Regions from separate parts of the Mus musculus genome. Here regions 1, 3, 4 and 5 are each linked to region 2. The links are chromatin contacts, called in public promoter capture Hi-C and targeted proximity ligation maps. All regions are on one chromosome and are shown on one strand. The core of a region is the stretch at or near the end of the contact, and the rest is flanking DNA. Distances in the headings are between cores, read along the strand shown. Region 1 has its middle 71 kb from the start of Gcnt1. Region 2 holds the start of Nmrk1 (nicotinamide riboside kinase 1). Region 3 overlaps Prune2 (prune homolog 2). Region 4 overlaps Pcsk5 (proprotein convertase subtilisin/kexin type 5). Region 5 holds the start of Foxb2 (forkhead box B2).

What was found. Promoter capture Hi-C pulls out the DNA fragments that hold promoters and counts their contacts.
Region 1: a contact with region 2 is called in a promoter capture Hi-C map of liver, with 4 times the contacts expected there. A contact is called at or near these places in 7 of 39 promoter capture datasets (the 3T3-L1 cell line, the HPC-7 cell line, cranial neural crest and 3 more) and 1 of 130 datasets of targeted methods (bone marrow-derived dendritic cells).
Region 3: a contact with region 2 is called in a targeted proximity ligation map of embryonic stem cells, with 6 times the contacts expected there. A contact is called at or near these places in 9 of 39 promoter capture datasets (cranial neural crest, frontonasal cranial neural crest, hematopoietic stem and progenitor cells and 6 more), 9 of 130 datasets of targeted methods (acute myeloid leukemia, astrocytes, bone marrow-derived dendritic cells and 5 more) and 2 of 9 other capture datasets (adipose tissue and embryonic stem cells).
Region 4: a promoter capture Hi-C map of liver shows a contact between it and region 2, with 5 times the contacts expected there. A contact is called at or near these places in 7 of 39 promoter capture datasets (cranial neural crest, frontonasal cranial neural crest, hippocampal neurons and 3 more) and 2 of 130 datasets of targeted methods (astrocytes and stem cell-derived neural progenitor cells).
Region 5: a promoter capture Hi-C map of hippocampal neurons shows a contact between it and region 2, with 4 times the contacts expected there. A contact is called at or near these places in 4 of 39 promoter capture datasets (cranial neural crest, embryonic stem cells, hippocampal neurons and 1 more), 2 of 130 datasets of targeted methods (astrocytes and embryonic stem cells) and 1 of 9 other capture datasets (embryonic stem cells).

Annotation. Positions count from the first base shown.
Region 1 is chr19:17,284,665-17,287,364 of GRCm38.p6, reverse strand. No RefSeq gene overlaps it. Among named protein-coding and RNA genes, the nearest start is that of Gcnt1, 71 kb to the left of the region's middle.
Region 2 is chr19:18,630,690-18,633,389 of GRCm38.p6, reverse strand. It overlaps Nmrk1 (nicotinamide riboside kinase 1), which reads right to left and starts at 1,374. Exons shown (of 9, transcript NM_145497.2): 1 at 1,309-1,374. Ostf1 (osteoclast stimulating factor 1) reads left to right here and starts at 1,577. Exons shown (of 10, transcript NM_017375.3): 1 at 1,577-1,770. The coding sequence starts at 1,737.
Region 3 is chr19:17,137,059-17,139,758 of GRCm38.p6, reverse strand. All of the region lies in intron 9 of Prune2 (prune homolog 2), which reads right to left. Among named protein-coding and RNA genes, the nearest start is that of Prune2, 180 kb to the right of the region's middle.
Region 4 is chr19:17,497,306-17,500,005 of GRCm38.p6, reverse strand. The region is part of intron 24 of Pcsk5 (proprotein convertase subtilisin/kexin type 5); the gene reads left to right. Among named protein-coding and RNA genes, the nearest start is that of Gm41813, 37 kb to the left of the region's middle.
Region 5 is chr19:16,872,398-16,875,097 of GRCm38.p6, reverse strand. It overlaps Foxb2 (forkhead box B2), which reads left to right and starts at 1,268. Exons shown (of 1, transcript NM_008023.2): 1 at 1,268-2,700. The coding sequence starts at 1,458.

The sequences.
Region 1 (2,700 bases), core at 80-2,579, 1.3 Mb after region 2:
CCACACTATAAAAGAAGCTGAAGAGATGACTCAGTGGTTAAGAACATTGGCTGCTCTTTCAGAGGACTCGCATCCCATTGCCAGAATCTACATGGTGGCTCATAACTGTCTATGACTCTAGTTCCTAAAGATCTGGGGCACACACTCACATGGAAAACAGACACACATGCAAGCAAAGTGCATACACACAGTTAATGAAAGCCTGGAGTGTCACTCACTGTCTTGGATTGTGTGTGCCTGAGACATTCCTGTAACTTTGTGTCACTGAAGTCTAAATTCAGAGTGTTGACTCCCCAGACAGCTTAAATGCTCTCACAACCTCCTCTACACCAGGGTGGCTTTTTTATCTTGGTGGAAAGTCTGAAGTCAACCTCAGTGGACCTTGGGGTCATGCTAGAGACTACTTTAGTTTGCTTCCAGAAAGCAGACATAGCCTCAAAACCACAGGGTCACACCCAAGGGAATACCATTATTGTTAGGATTAATGACATTTTCAGAAGTATTTTGTTTGTCTGAGGTAAAATCTTGGAGAGTAAATGAATAAGAGGGGGATAGTAGTAATAAATGCTGTAACCTATTCCATGCTCTCCATATTGGTATCGTGTAACATTTTAAACAGATTGGCTAGTTTTTATCAGTAGCTGCGGTATAATTATTACTTATCCTTTAAGTACTTTAGATGATAAGTATGTTGAAAAAACATTGCCCCAAGAATATCCCATCTTAGATTTTTGTTGTTATTGTTGTTGTTGGAAATAAATATGCTAAGATTTACTTATTCTTATTTGTCTCTGTGCGGTGATGTGCATATAAATGCAGGCACGTAACCTGGAGCTGGAGTTAAAGCCAGCTGTGAGCTGTCTGATGTGGGCGCAGAAAACTGAACTTGGGTCTCCTGCAAGACCAGTGCATGCTCTTCACTGCTGAGCCATCTCTAAGTTCCTGATTTTATAAGAGTAGAGACGTAATGATTTTCCTTATTGTGTCCTCCAAATTTAAAACAGTGACTGGCCTCCCAATAAACACGTATAGAATGAACGAATGGAGGTAGTACTCAAAGCAAAAAGGGTTGAGAACACAGTCTTTCAGAATTCCCTGTATGCTTCTATAGTCTCTTCTTTCTATATGCCGTGCATCCACAGATTCCATGTGGAGTTAGCTTTCCTCTGAATGTTGCTTCCCACGCTAGCCTGCTGGATCCTCCTGTCATGGGTGTGGCTGGCATTCATTCAGGCTGGCTTTTGATTTTTATCTAGAACATGGGCCAGATGTATCTTCCTAGAAAGCCTTGGATTTTTGCCACATTTAAACCGCCGATTGCAGAGATCATAGGAATCAGGGCACAAAACAGAGATATGAACTGGTTATAAGTGGATTCAGGGAAGGGAAGGCTCTGTTTCACACAGCGAAGCTGTAGAAGTTGACTTGAGCCTCTGAGACAGCACAATTGGAGGGCTTTCTTTTTTCCTTAAGCAGCTGCTATTTATCAGCAGTCTTCTTTGTTCTCCTGAGAATTGGGGTGAAGATCAGGATGGAGGTAAAAAAAAAAAGGCACAAATCACAGTGGGAATGAGTCCATCAGCTCAGCTGAGGCAAATGGACTGTTTTGGAATCAATCAGATCTCAAGTGGGCAGAAATAACAATTTCACTGAAGCCTGTGGTGAGTGAGGCAGTGTGACTCAAATAGCTAATGCAGAGGTTGGGGGAAACAGAAGGCTCTTGGAATCCTTCCCTTCATCACTAAGCAAGACCCTTCTCTTCAGAGCAGAACGTGCAGGTTTCTGGGGGTTGACTGGCATTTCCAAACAAAATTCGAAAGTGAAGTAGAAATGAAAGCATAGACTGGAAGGTGAAGTGCCCAGACATAGTTATATCAAGGCCTTGGAATTCTGGTGTGAAAATGTCATCGATGCTGTGGAGGGGGACCCAGGTTGTGTACAGAAGATACAAGGCTGCCTACCACAGTAGAAAGCCCACACTGTCTGTCAAAGTCCTGCTGGTGAGCTGCAGAGGGCATCCCCAGCATCTTTAGACAAAGCTCATAACTGACTCCGCCCCCAGGAACACTCCTGAAAATACAGCATGGAGAATGCCCTCAAATGACGCCTTTTCATGGCGTTTCCTGATCATGTTTGAGTAGCTGTTCCTACTGAGGGCTTGCTCTGCTGTGGAAGCAGTGTTTGTGTGATGCCAGGAACCATATGGTTTCTGAATTGCAGTTGAAGAAACCCTCTCTTAAATACTTATCCTGTCGAGTGAGAAGGCTGGGTTAGGGATCTTTAGATGATGACCCTGTGGTGGAAGGAGGTACAACCCTGAGAGGTGGCTTGTAGTCTTCTGACCTCCACACGCATAAAGCTCTCTCCCTCCCTCTCTCCCTCCTCCCTCACTCCCTTCCTAATTGTTTCTCTCTCACACACACACTCAAACTAAGTAAATAAATGTAACAACAACAACAGCAAAACACTACTAAAGTAGGCAGAGACTCTAGCTCAGTGGTAGAATGCTTGACGATCATGTGTGAGGCCTTACATTCAACTCCCATGACTGCAACAAAACAAAACAAAACAAAACAACAACAACAACAAGAAAACAACAAAAACTCAGTTCTGACTTTGATGCTTAATGGATCCGTGTGAATGATTTCTTCTTCTGATACCTGTTCTTTGATTGTATGACAGAGGATAATCTTTCCATTC
Region 2 (2,700 bases), core at 125-2,624:
AAGACTGGCTCATACGCAGAATTGTTTAAAACTATCTTTGATTTAATCCCAGTGAAATGTTAAATCTTCTTCATAGTTGGCTTATGTTTATATTCAATCTATTCCACTCTGAACAGAGACTTCTAAAGCACAGAATGATTCCCAGGAGGATGGGAAGAGTCAGCAGGCGGCAAGAACTCCACCATCAATCAAATCTGAGAAACACAAGAGCAAACACACATGCTCTTCAGATGACTTCAAGGCCCAGGTTTCAGGACTTCCGTGAGGTTCAGGCTACAGTTATCTGGATACGCTCCCATGAATAGGACTAATTTCAACTTTGAACCCTTTTGGTAAGCAGAAATCCCCCACAGGTAGAGTTCCTGGTAAGCAAGGCCTGGGGGCATAGCCATGACCAAGCTCCTGCTAACCTTTGCCCCTTGAAGTTTCAGTCACTTTTTTCCCCGTAAATTAACCTTCAATAGACATGTTGAAGGTCCATTTTGTGGAGGTTCTTTTTTAAAAAGTTGCTTTCTTACATTTGTATCTAGGTTGCGGTGCATGTGTGTGGGCAGGTGCATGCCATGGTTCACCACAGAACACATGCTCAGGTCATAGGTCTCCTGGGAGTTCTCTTTCCAAAGTGTGGGTGCTAGAGGCTGAACTCTGCTCATCAGGTTTGGCAGCAGGGGCAGCTGGACCATTGTGCTGACCCTGTAGTTTCTTACATAACCAGTATTTTCATTTTTATTACCCCTAATATACAATAGGCATATAATATTGACTGTGACATTGTGAGTTTACTTATGTGTGAACATAAACTCTCGTGTTGGGCAACTTGTATAAAGTACCAGCCAGTAGTATAGTTTTGACTTCGCGGGTAACTATTCAACTCTGAAATTGTAATAAGAAAGCCAATGCATAAGCAAACGAGCATGCTGTGTTCTAATAAAATTTTATGGTCACGGAAATCTAAGTTTCCCCTAACTTTCGTGTGCCACAAAATACTATGCTTTTGTCTCAGCTATTTAAAAAACGCCAAAAGCACTGTTAGAAGTCTTTATAAAAGCCAGGCAGCAAGTGGGTTGGAGTTTGTTAACCAGATGCTGTAGAAAAAGCTGTCCTGTCCCGTGGGGGATCAAGACCCGATTCTCCAGCTAGCAAATGTGGGGTCTCCTACAGCTAGCAGTGTCTAGTTGCTTTTTAGGAGCATCTAAGTCCCACCGCGGTTTCCCTAGACACGATCAGGTTCCTGGTACATACAGCGAAGGAGACTCTTGAAGATTCCCAGGCCTCGCCGTGTGTACGCAGCAGGCAGTGGGTACTCACCGAAGCGGGTTCGAATCCTTCCCAGCAGGGTCGCAGAGCAAGCTTCAAGAGCGTTTCATGCCTACCACTGCCCGGTGCTCACCTAGGCAGCGAAGTCCACTGCGCTTTCATAGCCTCCCCTACGCAGGGCCTGAGGGCGTGGCTACTGTAAAGCTCCTCCCCCAAGAGAAAGGCGGGGCTCCGGCGTGCCGGAGCAGGCTGGACCTCTGAGGTTCGGCCGGGCTCCCCGCCGCAGCCAATCAGCAGCCGGCGAGGCGCGGCCACTTCCTGGTGGGAAGGCCGGGCTGTCTGCGGAGCTCGCTGGTCCGAGTGTCCCGCATCGGGTTGCGCGCGGATCCGGAGCGGCCGCGGCCAGCGCAGGCTTGGCGCCCAGTTCTCGTGTGCGTGTGGGGCTCCCGCGGCTGAGCCTGGTCGCTCCGTGTAGCGCCATGTCCAAGCCACCTCCCAAACCGGTCAAACCAGGTAAGAGTGGTGTGCGCTGCGCGTGCGGGTCTCCAGGCTGCGGGACCCGGTGCTCGAGTTCCCGAGGAGCGTCCTCGGACTCTGTCCACACGGCTCGCCAGGACGTTCTAGCGGTGTGGTGGCAGCACCTCGGTCGCGGCCACTTCCTCATATTTCGCCCTGTCGCTGTCAAGTTGGAGTTCTTGACCGGCAGGCGAACGGGAAGTGCGCTGCGGCTGGGTGGGGTTTGCGCCCGGGCTGGAGCGGGCCAGGGACCCGAGGTCTCCCGGGAGCTTTGGAGAGCTGCTCGGGCGCTGCCAGCGGGACAGCCGGGCTGCAACCCTCTCGGCTCCTAGCTTTAGGCAGTGTCGCTCTGTCATGCATCCTAGTGTTTTTGCTTAGGGTGACTCTCGCGAACTAAACTGGAGAGAGTACGAAGTTCCTCAAAGCAGTTTTCTTGACCGCCCTTCCTGGTTCACTTTTAAAAACGTTGTTCTTAGAGTGTTTTCTGTGATATGGAGAAACGAGACTAAATAAACTCGTGGGAATTTTCATTTGGATAGGGAATTGACAGGGATCGTAAAAAAATGGGAGATGAATGTTTGATGAATTCCCAGACCCCTTTTCCTAATCTCCTGCAGCTTTGGTATTACAAAGGCTGAAAGCCATTTACATCAACTTTTATAGCTGCTTATGCTGCTGCTTCAGTGATTTTTTTTTTTTTTTTTTTTTGCCCTTGAGGTTGTTTTATTGGTTTTGCTTTGCTTGTTTGTTTGTTTTACTAAAGTGACAGTCACTTCAACTTCAATAATTATCCAGTTTCCTTCTTTTGTGGCAGCATCAAGCCCCTGACTTTGAAAATAATGCACACATATTTGTGAAACAGGCATTCGCTGTCGACGTAAATTCTGTAGGGCCGGAATATGAAGGAAGTGGCTCAGACTGGCTTTG
Region 3 (2,700 bases), core at 194-2,693, 1.5 Mb after region 2:
CCAAGTCCTCCAACTGTCTTCCTGTCTGTGGCTCTGAAACTTTCTCCCTCCTTCTGATCCCAGGCTCAGGTCCAGTCCCATAATGTACAGTCAGATTTCCACCTGCTGCCATATTGAGTCCACTGTTACCACACCATCGAGGCAGCCCTAACTCAAAAACACTGGCTTTCCACAGTCGACATAATACATTTAATTCAAAGGGTTTTGTTGTTGTTGTTGTTGTTGTTGTTGAAATCTCAGGACTCAGCCATTTAGTCAATCTTTCCTAACTCTCCTAATTGTTCTACTGTCTACGTACAATCAAATTCTCTTAGTCTTCCATGTGTTGCTGAAGGCTCACTTGACTATACTTAGATTAGGGAATTCTTTTCACCAGAAACATTTTCCCTCCCAACCTGCCAACGCTACCCTATCCCTACCTCTAACCTATCCTTACCTCTACCCTATCCCTAACTCTACCCCCTCCCCATCTCTACCCTCTCCCTAACTCTATCCTATCCCCATCTCTACCCTATCCCTACCTCTACCCTATCCCTACCTCTAACCTATCCTTACCTCTACCCTATCCCTAACTCTACCCCCTCCCCATCTCTACCCTCTCCCTAACTCTATCCTATCCCCATCTCTACCCTATCCCTACCTCTACCCTATCCCTAGCTCTAACCTATCCTTACCTCTACCCTCTCCCTAACTCTATCCTATCCCCATCTCTACCCTATCCCTACCTCTACCCTATCCCTAGCTCTAACCTATCCTTACCTCTACCCTATCTCTAATTCTACCGTATCCCTAACTCTACCCTCTCCTCATCTCTACCCTATTCCTAACTCAACCCTATTCCTACCTCTACCCTATCCCTAGCTCCACCTCATCCCTTGTCCTCATTCTTGTCCTCTACCAGGAAGGAACTGGAGCAGCCCAATCTCTTACCTGAAAGCACCCAGAGTCCCTCTGTTGTCCCTCTTACTGAACTGCCTTCATTCTGTCCTTGCCAAGCCAGTTGTTTCACTTTCTCCTCCCAACGAGGGTGAGGAAAGAGAGTGAATCCTAATTAGCTTTGGATCACATGCAGCCCTTAGGGAAAGCATTCTGTTCATAATAAATATACCTGCGCTGAGAGTCTGGTTTCGTTCTCTAGATGTAAGCGCAAAGGTTGTAAACTAACTCGGAAGTGCCACCTTCCTCCTGAACTTAGTAGGTGTTTTGCTTTTCCCAGCACAGAGAAATTTAAATATATGGGGCTACATTTTGCTAAAAGCCCAAAGCCACTGAAGGTTGAAAAACTAAATGGAATGAAAAAAGAAATTCACCTAGATGCACCAACGAGAAAGTTAGCCCAACATCTGGTTAAAGGGAAGCCCGCGGGGCTTCAGGCTTTGTTTAGGTTCTAGAAGCCACCTTTGCATTACAAAGCGGCCCCCTGAGATGTCCCCAGAGTTGCTAGCTCCAGAAAATCAACAGACTCGCCTTCTTTTATTTGCCTTTGAGTAGAGGGCAAGGAGGTTCAAGCCATTGTAATGCACTTTCTACTATCCTATGAGAGTTTAATTTGTCAATAAGAGCAGTGGGCATTTTTTGTTGTTTTGTTTTAGAGGTGTGTAGATATTAAATTTCTCAACAATTGACATCCCACAGTCTATTTTCTTTACTATTTAAATTTAATTATCCTACATTTTTATGTTCTGGGCATATTACCAATTATAATGCCAGGAAAACTTTCATCACATGAAGACTTTGAGATGGCTTATTCTGAAGCAGCTCCCATCTTCCTCTGTGGGAGGCTGGGGGGGGGGGGGGCTTTGAGGAGGGGGAAAGGGTAGAGATGGGGATGGTGCTAGAGCCCTGGAGCTCTGGGGTGACTAGGCAGGGATGAGTGGTGGTGGTGGGGACTGGGGCTGGGGTGGGGCGGGGTGGGGCTGGGGTGGGGCTGGGTGGGGCTGGGTGGGGCTGGGGCTGGGGCTGAGGCTGGGGCTGGATGGGTGGGGTTGGGGTGAAGCTGGGGCTAGGGGCACTTTTCCTGGTTGGATATGGGTCTAAAAACTACTCACAAAATCAGTTACTGATACTAATCTGTAGAGAGTCGGGCAATTGGTGAAAGGATGCCCCTCTCCCTTAAAACATGGCCAGTGCTCTCTTTGCAGGGCAGTATCTGCCACCCATCACCTCTGCCGGGTAGAAATCGAGTGTTATCGTCTAAAGTGGCCAGGGGCACTTTATCGTTAATTGCTTACACAATTTACTTTTTCAGCGAAATACTGACATTTCATACATAAAATAGTGGTTCTGTCTCTTGATTCTGATAGGCCAGTGCGAACAGCAGAAGCCCATTTTTGAGAGTGACCTACTTCTGTAGCTTAGAAATCAGGTAGGTTGTAAATGTTCTAAGATTTATCAGAAAAATATTGAGAAGTGGGTGTTGTTATAGTAGCTTCGATAACTTTTAGAAACGCAAAATGTGAACTCCTCACTACTCCGGCAGCCTGCCCACACCATCCAGACATTACAGTCATCCTCTCTCGGCGGTCTCAACAGTTTTAACACGGTCACTTCCTCTAATTTATTGTCTGCATATTTATCCTAGACATAAATGAATAAAAATTGATTATAGCTATGCAGAGGTGTGTTAGATAATTGTCTGCAGCCAGGAAGGGGGCGAGAAATCGAAAGCTTGCCTGCTCCTTGGTTCTGAGCTGGTCAGCT
Region 4 (2,700 bases), core at 41-2,540, 1.1 Mb after region 2:
TAGCTCGCCTTCTCCGAGTTCTTGAGGACACGATGTTTTAACCCTCCATCTGTTACACTCTTCCTTCCTTGTCACAGTGTTGGGGTCTTGGGGCAGGCCATCCTCAAACAAGAATCATGGAGGACACTTGATATGGCATGTTTGAGTCTGAAGTGGCGGCGCAGGATGTCTCCTTTTGCAGAGCCAGCTTCTCAGCAAGTTTAAATAACACATGACAACTTAGCAGTAGAATGTCCATTTGCTCCCTTATGCTGTTTCATGGCAGGTGTGTGGTCACAGTCAGAAAAGGATCTGCTGCGTTGGTAGCAAGGGCAACCCTGTATTGCTGTACCTTTCCTTTATCTACTTGCCAGGAAATGTACCAGCCAGACTGAGAATTTGAACCGCCCTCTCTATCTTTCAGGGAGGGTATCCACCTAGGCATAAAGACACAGAAACAGAGAAACCTTTCTCTCTGGGTTCAGGAGCCTCCCATGTAAATGAGAAGTTCTCAGATCTCGCTGCACACTGGAATTACCTGAGAGCGAGAACATGAACATCACACTGCCCGCTTGCCGTTCTCATCTGACTCTTCTGGAGTAGGGCTTAGGCCTCAGTATTTTCTGAAGCGCTGACTGATGTTGGTGTGCAACCATGGTAAATAAAAAATAAAAATAAAAAAAAATAAAAAAAAACAGTGACTGAGAACCTGCATATACACATAATTGCACCACCATATTTGAAATTCTTTTGTGGATGACAGGAGCCGAAGCAGACACAGAGAGGTGATAATTATTACATTTTAATGTTCTGTCCAGGCTAGGTATGGAGCTAGGCAGATGGTTCACACACATGGTCTGGATTTCTCAGGCTAGCCCTCTCTATCCAAAGTCCTTATTTTCATTTGATAAATGAGGAAGGCAATACGCAGGGAGCTTATGTAATTTGCCCAAAGTTACACAACTTAGTAGGTTTTAGAGCCAAAGCTAAACTTAGGACTGTCTGGCTCTAACCCTGTAGACCATCCAAATGCTCGCTCCTTTCCAGAGCAGACTGCATTCATCTTCCATTTGCCTAGAGAAGAGAATGAACGTTGTAGAAATCTCCACCTGTTGTGTCTGAGTCTATCCTCGTGGGCTTGTGTTCTTGGGTGTCCCCTAATGTTTCCCTTGTCTTTCTCCTATGATTAAGCTCACATTCTTATGGTTATGGCAGAGAAGGACATATTGGCCAGATAGCCAGAGCTCAATTCTAGAGCAATTAGCTCATCATCTTGGCTCTTCGCATTATTACACTGTTTGCTCCCAGAGCTGAGTAACTTATTGTGTAACTGACCTGCGAAGTTGAGCTGTGAGCCAAGGCTGTCTGGATCACGTAGGCTTGCAGAGAGAGAGAGAGAGAGAGAGAGAGAGAGAGAGAGAGAGAGAGAGAGAGAGAGAGAGAGAGAGCTGAGCCAAGCACATCCAAAATAAACCTAGTTAAGTAAGAGATCTGAGTGGTCAAGTGCATTGCACAGCAAGTGAGGCTCAAACGACCATCTGCTGTTCAGAAAAGCAATGTGAGGTCTAGGATGTTGAGCTCCCAGTGTGCAGAGGTGGGGGAGCGCTGGGTGGAGGGTTGGAGTTTATACTGACAAGGCAGAGACAGGAGAATCACAGAAGATCTAGAAACCATTTCTTTGTGTGTGTGTGTGTGTGTGTGTGTGTGTGTGTGTGTGTGTGTTTTAAATGTTTATTTTTTTTAATTCTTTTTAATTAGGTATTTTCCTCATTTACATTTCCATTGCTATCCCAAAAGTCCCCCATACCCTCCCCCCCCAACCCCCTATCCACCCACTCCCACTTTTTGGCCCTGGCGTTCCCCTGTACTGGGGCATATAAAGTTTGCAAGTCCAATGGGCCTCTCTTTCCAGTGATGGCCAACTAGGCCATCTTTTGATACATATGCAGCTAGAGTCAAGAGCTCCGGGGTACTGGTTAGTTCATAATGTTGTTCCACCTATAGGATTGCAGATCCCTTTAGCTCCTTGGGTATTTTCTCTAGCTCCTCCATTGGGGGCCCTGTGATCCGTCCAATAGCTGACTGTGAGCATCCACTTATGTGTTTGCTAGGCCCCGGCGTAGTCTCACTACAGACTGCTATATCAGGGTCCTATCAGCACAATCTTGCTAGTGTATGCAATGGTGTCAGAGTTTGGAGGCTGATTATGGGATGGATCCCTGGATATGGCAGTCTCTACATGGTCCATCCTTTTGTCTCAGCTCCAAACTTTGTCTCTGCAACTCCTTCCATGGGTGTTTTGTTCCCAATTCTAAGAAGGGGCAAAGTGTCCACACTTTGGTCTTCGTTCTTCTTGAGTTTCATGTGTTTTGCAAATTGTAACTTATATCGTGGGTATTCTAAGTTTCTGGGCTACTATCCACTTATCAGTGAATACATATCATTTGAGTTCTTTTGTGTTTGGGTTACCTCACACAGGATGATGCCCTCCAGGTCCAACCATTTGCCTAGGAATTTCATAAATTCATTCTTTTTAATAGCTGAGTAGTTCTCCATTGTGTAAATGTACCACATTTTTTGTATCCATTCCTCTGTTGAGGGGCATCTGGGTTCTTTCCAGCTTCTGGCTATTATAAATAAGGCTGCTATGAACATAGTAGAAACCATTTCTTTAGTGGGATTGAGGAGAAACTGGGAGAGAGACACATGGCACAGAGGTTA
Region 5 (2,700 bases), core at 19-2,518, 1.8 Mb after region 2:
TCGTGCCTCGCTGAACCTGCCAAAAAATGGGCCGATCTGTAGGCCCCAGCTCTTCTTTCTATTGGTTTCCACTTACAACCCTCTGGGCGTCTCTGTTTCTCCAAGAGAAAAGGAGCTGGAGACAAAGGTGCTCCAAACTGGAGACCTAAATGGCTAGGCCACCGGGAAACTAAGGGAGAGTGGGTGAAAAGACTGAATGATAAAGGGAGAGAGCTATGCAAGACCTGACGGGTGAGAAAGCAGTGCCGTGCCCCCTTGCTGTGGAACAGCAGACCCCCACAACTAGACAGTGACCCCTTCTCAGTGGTCAGACGGCTGAAGCCTGGGCTGGCAAGCGGGAAGTGAAAGCGAAGGGTCGGGGTGACCAGTGGAAATGGAGAAGGGGCGGAGACGAGAAATTGTGCCTTCTTGCCCCTTCTTCAGCAAAAGAAGAGGCTGTGGAGGCGGCGGCGGCGGAGTCCCTCAGCCTCGGTCATGTGATAGTCTCGAAGCGCAAGCTGCAGGGGTCTCGGCGTCTCGGGGACCATTACAAAACGCAGCCAGGAGAGCGCGTCGCTGCCACAGCAGCGCGTCTTCTCAAAACCCGCGGGGCAGAGCGGCTGCAGCTGCAGCTCAGACGGCTGTTCGGACCGGGCGAGCCGGGTCCTAGCCTGTCTACGCAGACGCCCCCTGCAGCCTGCGGCTAGCTCCGGGAGTTCTGACACCGTCCCCTCCATAGAGCCTGACGGTGGGCGCCGCTGCTGTAGACAGCACCAAACTTTTTTCTTGGAACCACCACCTAGAGCTCGGTGCCTCTTCCATTTTCAGCTTGCCTGCAGATCTCCTGAAAAAAGAGGGTACGTACGTACAGTAGCGGATAGGAAAGTGCGCGCTCCCTCTCTCTCTTCTTACCCTGTCTACCCCTTTTTGTAAGATTTGAACTCCAGCGCGGACAGACCCAGTACCAGGTCAGCTTCCAGGGTCGAAAGATCGGTCACCAGTGGCCTCGGGACAGCTAGTGTGGACTCGAGCTTAAAAAGCCAGTCTTCATTATCCAGTTGGTTTGATCTGAGCTGCCTTTGTACCGATAAAGGGAAAAGAGACCAAAAAGAAACTCATTCCACAGCCTTTCGCTCCAGAGCTCAAGTCTAGTCATCCAAGAGGAGGACGAGACGGAGAAAAGCAAGGTAAAGCTGGCGAGTCTCTCTGGCTACTGTGAGGGCCTGCCCACGACAGTCAAGACCAGAAGTTGTGAGCGCCATAAAACTGTATTGGCTCAAAAAGCCAATTGCGGGGACCCGGGGCAGCTCCCCGAAGGAGGAGGACCAAGGCAAAAGGGGTCTGGGGACCAAGAAAGCTGGGGATCAGGCTGCGCAGGTGGAGAGAGAATTAGTGGGGACACTTAAGCCTGGTATCCGGCTTTCCGAGAGGCGTTAAGGCCCACTGTGGGCCGGACGGAAGTGGAAGAGCCTGGGAAGATGCCACGGCCAGGGAAGAGTTCCTACAGCGACCAAAAGCCGCCCTACTCTTACATCTCACTGACCGCCATGGCCATCCAGCATTCGGCTGAGAAGATGCTGCCTCTGAGCGACATCTACAAGTTCATCATGGAGCGCTTCCCCTACTACCGCGAGCACACGCAGCGCTGGCAGAACAGCCTGCGCCACAACCTCTCCTTCAACGACTGTTTCATCAAGATCCCTCGGAGGCCGGACCAACCCGGTAAGGGCAGCTTCTGGGCGCTACACCCTGACTGCGGTGACATGTTCGAGAACGGCAGCTTCCTGCGGCGCCGCAAGCGCTTCAAGGTGCTACGCGCAGACCACGCTCACCTACACTCAGGAAGCAGCAAGGGCGCGCCCGGCACGGGGCCAGGAGGTCACCTGCATCCCCACCATCCCCACCACGCACACCACCACCACCACCATCACCACCACGCCGCACACCATCACCACCATCACCACCCGCCGCAGCCGCCCCCGCCGCCGCCGCCGCACATGGTGCCCTATTTCCACCAGCAGCCGGCTCCGGCTCCGCAGCCTCCACACCTCCCGTCGCAGCCCGCGCAGCAGCCACAGCCGCAGTCGCAGCCTCCGCAGACGTCCCATCCCGGCAAGATGCAGGAGGCGGCGGCCGTGGCGGCGGCCGCAGCAGCGGCGGCGGCCGCAGCGGTGGGCAGCGTGGGGCGTCTGTCTCAGTTCCCACCCTACGGGCTGGGCTCGGCCGCCGCCGCCGCCGCTGCAGCCGCCGCGTCCACCACAGGCTTCAAACATCCGTTCGCCATAGAGAACATCATCGGGCGGGACTACAAGGGCGTGCTGCAGGCTGGAGGGTTGCCTTTGGCGTCGGTCATGCACCACTTGGGCTACCCCGTGCCGGGCCAGCTCAGCAATGTTGTCGGCTCCGTGTGGCCTCATGTTGGCGTGATGGATTCGGTAGCCGCGGCTGCCGCTGCTGCCGCCGCAGCTGGGGTCCCGGTAGGCCCGGAGTATGGGGCATTCGGGGTGCCAGTCAAGGCTCTGTGCCACTCGGCAAACCAGAGCCTGCCAGCTGTACCGGTGCCCATCAAGCCCACGCCTGCGCTACCACCCGTGACCACGCTGCCGCCGGCGTTGTCTGTCCCCACGGCGTCGCAGCAGCTGCCTGCTCCCTCCACCGTGTGCGCGGCCGCCGCCTCACCCACAGCCCCTCTCTTGGAGCCCACCGCAGCCGGCAGGGCTG